Linked DNA regions of Mus musculus: region 1 is linked to region 2. Evidence: chromatin contacts called from public HiCAR-type data. All regions are on one chromosome and are shown on one strand. The core of a region is the stretch at or near the end of the contact, and the rest is flanking DNA. Distances in the headings are between cores, read along the strand shown.

Region 1 (3,452 bases), core at 411-2,910, 350 kb after region 2:
TGGAGGCCACTTTGGTTTACACAGTGAGTTCAATGCCAGCCAGGTCTATGCAGGAAGACTCTCCCTGAGAGAGGCGGGGGGGGGGGGGGGGGGGAGGGGAGGGAGGGAGGGAGGGAGGGAGGGAGGGAGGGAGGGAGGGAAGAAGGGTAGGATAGAAGAAAGGAGGGAGAAAAGAAAGGAGACAAGGAGGGAGGGAGGGAGGGAGGGAGGGAGGGAGGGAGGGAGGGAGGGAGGGAGGACTCATTTAAGCTGGACACTGTTAGACTCCAGATTCAGCCCTGCTTTGTTATCGTTGACTTGATTCATACAGCCATCCCCTCAAAAGATTATATTGAAAGGCCTCCCCCCAAGCCTGATAGACCACTAGACAGTATGCAGCACATGACTTTTGCCTACTGATGCAATTGTGATTTGGAAGTCTGAGGATACAGAGGGAGGAGGGCAGAGCATAAAAAGCAGTGGGGACAGTTTTGCAATGTTCTTTTGCATCAGGAAAACAAAGGCTGGTTGCTTGTGCAGCCATGGCTATCAGTCTGCAGGCCAGCAGACTGGAAGCTCAGACCGGGCTGGTGATCGGCCCATGTCAGGAAATGGTAACCATTTTCATTTTTTTTTTTTTCGGTTTTTCAAGACAGGGTTTCTCTTATAGCCCTGGCTGTCCTGGAGCTCACTTTGTAGACCAGGCTGGCCTCGAACTCAGAAATCTGCTTGCCTCTGCCTCCCGAGTGTTTTCATTTTTATAAGACATGCATACATATGTGTATACATGCACATACACATGACACCTTTGAAGTCCAACATAAGGATGGCTGACATAATTGTATGTGCCTTAGCTTCTTTTCCAGTGCTGTGATAAAAATACCCTGACAGAAGGGCTTAATTTAGTTTGGAGTTCAAAGTTCAGTCTATCATAGCAGAGAAGTCAAGGAGACAGGATCTTGAAGTACCTGGTAACATCACACCCACAATCAGGAACAGAAAGGATGAACCAACACTCATGTTCAGCTTGCTTTCTCCATCTTGTAAAGTGTAAGGCCCACTGCATAAGGAATGGTCCGCCCACGGTAGGCATTTTCCTTCCTCATTGCAATCAAGACAGTGCTACAAAGGCATACACAGATGCCCATCCCCCACATGACTCTAGATCCTGTCAACTTGACAATTAACACTAATCATCACAGGGCAAGAGTTAGTATTCACTGTGAGGCAGGGGCTTTCTGCAGTTGGCAAGTTTTGTGGACTTTTAGTGACAGCAATGCTAGTCTTGAAAAATCTGATTAATGGCCAGTTACCAGAAGATTCCCAAGTGCTGACCCCAAGGCACAAAGACCAGAAGACAGCATCCCCAAAGAAACAAGATGGAGTAAGTTGCTTTGAGACATTAGAACTCAGACTTTAAGTTGTAATGCAGTCTGGTATCCTAGACTTGGGGAGTAGGGGTGGTATTTGTGTCAATTGTTTCTACATGAGCCAAGAAGAGTCATGTCTGGCAGGCTTGAACGGCAGAAACCAGAACACGCAGGCCGGAAGCTGCATCTTCCTCCCCTATGAACACGAGCTGAGAGGGAGGCGGGGGATGGAAGGATCCAGGGGCAGGATCTGGAGCCAGAGAGATGACTAAGGTCTGATGCAAACACCATGAGTGTGTGGGACTCGTGAGACATACAAGTCTGGAGGCAAACATGCTCTAGGCGTGATACAGGGAAGCCACCCAGCCTGAAAGGTTACCCCGGACCGCCTGGTGGCTTTAACATGGCAGGCAAGGCCAGGGTACTCCCTAAATCCTCTTCCTAGTGTTCTCTTCTTTGACAAATGAAGTGGAATCCCCAGAGCAAAGCACGATAAGGAGGAGCCCTCTCTCCCCCAGCAGATTTATGGGCCTTCTGCACCCAGCCTGTGTTTGTCAGACCAAAATGGTAAGGGTGGGGTAATAGAGTCAAATTACAGCTTCCTATAATAGGGAAAGTTAAATAGACAAGCTTTCCCACCCCGAGGAGGACGAAGCAGAGGTCAGTACTAGTGGCTTTGTACATGAATGGACCTTCCCCTCCATCCCCTTTCACATGTGGTCCAGCAACAGTAACAGACAGATGCGACACAAAAAGAGACACACCTGATTAACCATGAATACAACAGCTGTCGCCTCCCGCCAGAGCCACACTACGCCTCGCACCCTTGTTCTGCCTGCTTTGGGTTTTTTCCCCCCTTTCTTTCAAATAGCAAAAGGAAATTAAACCTACCGTTAAGACTCAAGTTAGTGGGAGGGGAGAGTATGAGCAGCCAAGCCTTTGTCTCTAGGCTCAGGGGCTTGTAATAGGTACCTTCTATCTGGCCTTTCATCTGAAGAAGACTGTGGCCTACTGTTAACTGCTCCCTCAACTCAAAACCTGGAGATAGGGCAGCCGTGGGTGGAATAAGACGGAGGTGACTCAAACTGGGAAGAAAAGGGTGAAGGTGTGTCCCTCCTCTCCTTTTCAACAGCTTGTCTCCGTCAGCTGCAACTCCTCGATGCCAAAAAAGAACACCCACCTTTAAGACAAACTGAAGATCTTACAGAGGAGGCGGGACTCAACAGAGCATTGCCCATGCATGGGAATGTGCTAACTTCGACTGAACCTGAGGTGGCGACAAAAGAAGGTCAACTTCGGCCTCTCCATTGCAGACAATTCTGAGGTCACTTTCACTGCCGAGGCCTTAGCAATCAGATTGAGGAGGGACTCTAGGTACTGAATTGCCAAGAATCTCTGGTGGCATGATGTAATCAGGAGAGTTTCCAGAAACCTGGTCATTAAAACTCTAAATGTCAATCTAATTTTTTTAAAGGTGTTTTGCTTAAGCTTAGGCTTGGTTTGGTTTGGTTTGGTTTGGTTTGGTTTGGTTTGGTTTGGTTTGGTTTGGTTTGGTTTGGGGGAGACTGGGCTCCTACATTAAGTATCCAACTCCTGAAGCCTACATTGCTATTTCTTAAAATGTCTATTGTCCAAAAATCCCTTCTGTAGTTTCAAAGGCAGAATGATTTTTTTAAAAAATCAGAAATTCATCATGCAAGCACAAGGCTTCTGACAGAAAACACTGAGTAGCACAGTCCCACAGAAATCCAAAGGATGTCTGTCCCCTGTTACCTCACACGAATGGGAAATGAACGGAATCACTGTAGACACCCGTGGACGCTCACAGTTCCTCATTAAGGCGGGGACCACCGAGACACTTCCATCTTCCATCAAGAATTCACAGAGGTCCGAGGAAAGGCCGTGCGTGGCCCGGGGAGTGTTCAGCTGGCAAGCACAAGGACCTAAGTTGAAACCCCAGCATTCACAAGTTTTAAAAAGCCAGGTGTGGTGACACACTTGTAATTCCAGCCCTGGCGAAGGGGAGACAGGCAGACCCCCGGGGACTTGATGGCCAATCTGTCTTGCTTGGCAAGTTTCAGGCCAGTGAGAAACTGACTCAAT
Region 2 (3,248 bases), core at 338-2,837:
AGGAGGGAGATTCTTCATAGCTCCTGAGTTTGGGACATGGGTAAGCTCCAGTCAGTTATAGCTTGACTGAAGCATAAAGCCACAGCAATGCCACAACGTTGGAATAAAAGCAGAGACATCACCAACTGATTTTATTGATTAAGAATCTTAGAAGCATCCCAGCATCTTGCCAGCTTCATTCCCTAGTTAGCTATAAGGAAACAGAACCCTAGGGTCATTCAAAAGGCAGGACGTGCTTCCTTCCATGTGGCTACTCAGACCCCAGCATTTACTATTCCCATTCAAGAATTAACCATAGCCAGGCACAGTGGTCCATGGCAGGCATCTCAATACTCAGAGGGGCTGAGGCAGGGAGATCATGAACTCAAGCCCAGCTTGGAGCTACATACAGACTCTGCCTTAAAATAAAATAATAAAATTATCCTGCATCAAGTACAGATCTGTTAAACAACACTATGCCAGTCCACACTGATACAATTTAAAAAAAAATTATGGGAAGAAAGGAAGTTAGAAGGCAAATAATAAATGTAGAGGGAAGGATACAGCTAGGAAATTCAATTGATGAACATCAGGATTGTGATTAATGGAGGTGAGAATAGTTGATAGGTGCTAAAGTCTCACGGGATACTTAGCTTGCTGAAAATGTCCTTGCTTTGAAGCAGTTCTTAGGGACAGAATGGGATATTTGTAGTAGGAAAACCTGGTCAAGTGGTCCTGGTCAAGCGGTCCAAGTTACCATCACTGCTTTCTTCAGCGCCATGCCCTGTGCCCCTCCAGAAGGATGCACTGTGTGAGTGGAGAGCATTGCTCTCAGGCATTCCTTCCTAAAGAGCATCATTCAGTACACACCACAGGAAACAGTGGACAGGTCCAAGCAGAGGGTGTGTTTACAAAACTACTAAGTATACAAAGGGCAGTGACACTCCAGGACAATTCCAGTTGAAAGGAACATATAAGCAAAAGAATCCATGTAGGTGCAAGATATTGAACTGATCCTCAACTACCAAAAAAAAATTCTTTTTAAAAATTTTTCTATGAAAGATCATTAGAACCATCAATGAATGTTAAACAATGTCTTTAAACTAAATAGTATTACCTGAAGGATTTAGCAATAAAAAGACATACTGCTTGCAACTAAATCTGTAATAGTTCAGCCGGATAGAGTGGTTCACATCTGTAATCCAGACCCGTGGGAGGTTAAGGCAGATGGATTGCTGTGAGTTCAAAACCACATTCACTACATAGAGAGCTCCAGGACAACCCGGACCACAGAGGGAGACCCTGTGTGAAAAACATATATTAGATCTAATTTGAAATGATATGTATAATCAGAGAAAATAAGAAGATGCATTGGTAGAATATTAACAGATGGGGATTCTGGGTGAGGTCATTATGGGAATTTTCATTCTAGTTCAACTTTTCCCTGGGTCTGCGATTATTTAAAAATGAAAAAAAAATGTCATTCATAATCCTTGGGCAGAAATGATTGTGGTGGTTTTTGTGATAGTCAGTTAACGGGCAGGCATGTTCCAGCAAAGTGTCTGCTTTGGCTTCATCTCAGAGGTGACTCAGATCATTTCGCATCCCACAGCTTTTCTTCCAGCACTTGGCCATCTCTCAGTGCTGGCCTCATCCCAGGCTAGGATGGACTGTGGGGCTTTCCAGCTGTGTCTGTGTGAATAGACACCTAGGAGAGAGCCCAGGCACAGTTTCATGGGGTTGGTATGCGAGAGGCTCAGGAAAGCCAGGCGACTTCTAAGCATCCTGGTGACCAGGGACTGCCTTGTGCTGGCAGATGGAGAACAGATCTGGTCCTTTGGAAGGAGGTGGATATGGTGACACTGTGGGAAGGACGAGAAATGGAAGTGAGGCAAACCTGTCTACTCTGCAGGAGCAGCCTCCCTTAGATATGTTTCAAAGACTCTCCCCACGGAACTGGTCTGTTTTTCTGTTGCTGTAATGAAGCACAATGATCAAAGGCAATGTAAGGCACAAGGCTTTCTCTTAGCTGACACCTCCAGGCCACAGTCCACCCTTGAGGGAAGTCAGGGCAGGAACTTAAGCATGGCAGGAACTTGAAGCAGAAATCACAAAGGAACCTGCTTTCTGGGTTGCTCACTGACAAATAACGAGCTTTCTTCTATAGCCCAGGTCCACATACCATGGTAGGATGTTGCCCACAGTGGGTAGGCCCTTCCACGTCAATCATCAGTTGAGGTAATCTCTTATATACATGGCCACACCAGTTTGACTAAAATAATTCTTCAGTTGAGGTTACCTCATCCCTGGTGACTCTTAGTTACATTGAGTTGATAATAGAAAGTAACCAGGACACTCACTAATGATTTTTCTTGAGATAAAGCTATTCTGAGATTCTCTGGCACTTCTAAAGAGCCCATCACTTCCAAGAAAGATGTCTCTTTATCTTTCTTCTATATATGCATTCACTTTCAGACTTGCGGGAACATACACACACTGAGCTATACACATGCATGCACATACACACATTGAGCATGTCTTCTTACCAAGACTGGGGGTCCATTTCAGTTTCATAATTTTTGCTACCCAACACTTGACCAACAACAGCTAAGTGTGACACATGGGTGCTGGCTGCAGTCAGGTATGGTTAGTAGGCCCCAAATGACAGCAGGGCTTAGGACATGGTATCTGTGTCTGGTTTGGCAATACAGACAGTAAGACCTGGGAACTCAAGCTCTAATTGTCAGTGTTCTCAACAGCTCTCTCCTTAGGGGTTTCAATAGGGCATTCATGGCTAGTTGGGGAAAAATATATTCATGTTCCTCAAGGGGACTAAAGGAAATACTTCAGACACAATGGCAGACTGTGTGCTCATCACAAAGCCACTGCACAGTTTGATTTGGACAATGATGCAGAGACACCAGGAGCCAGCTCTTTATTGCTCAGCCATCGGCTCTCAAAGGGGAGTCCAGTAAGTCACTGTCTGGAACAAAACCTAGTGGAACACCACACAGAGTGGGGAGAACGGGTGGTGGATGTGGCTATGTCTGGGAGTCAGCTCAGTCATGAAGGAAAGGGTATTGGCCTTGGCTCTGTATGTATGATACTTTTATCTCTGAGCGTAACATAAGGCCATCTTGGAGTAGACATTCACATGTCCCAGTAATCATGGCAGCTAGAGGAGGTTAACACAGAGATATCCAGTCTGAGGGAACAATATGAACAGAGCTACTGATATTCCTCAGTAGATGGAGGCTGGGGGTCAGGAG

The links. HiCAR-type assays count read pairs that join an accessible place to other places.
Region 1: a HiCAR-type map of fibro-adipogenic progenitors shows a contact between it and region 2, with 3 times the contacts expected there. The contact joins two enhancer-like sites. A contact is called at or near these places in 1 of 15 datasets of contacts at CTCF or cohesin (large pre-B cells) and 3 of 115 datasets of contacts at active chromatin or transcription factors (embryonic basal ganglia, fibro-adipogenic progenitors and large pre-B cells).

The regions. Positions count from the first base shown.
Region 1 is chr13:44,315,326-44,318,777 of GRCm38.p6, forward strand. No RefSeq gene overlaps it. Among named protein-coding and RNA genes, the nearest start is that of Gm29676, 57 kb to the left of the region's middle. Within about 2 kb of position 1,661, at least 34 of the 459 cell types and tissues checked have an H3K27ac peak or open chromatin away from gene starts, as enhancers often do. A contact at or near this core is called in fibro-adipogenic progenitors, where this site is marked.
Region 2 is chr13:43,966,009-43,969,256 of GRCm38.p6, forward strand. No RefSeq gene overlaps it. Among named protein-coding and RNA genes, the nearest start is that of Gm2233, 19 kb to the left of the region's middle. Within about 2 kb of position 1,588, at least 23 of the 459 cell types and tissues checked have an H3K27ac peak or open chromatin away from gene starts, as enhancers often do. A contact at or near this core is called in fibro-adipogenic progenitors, where this site is marked.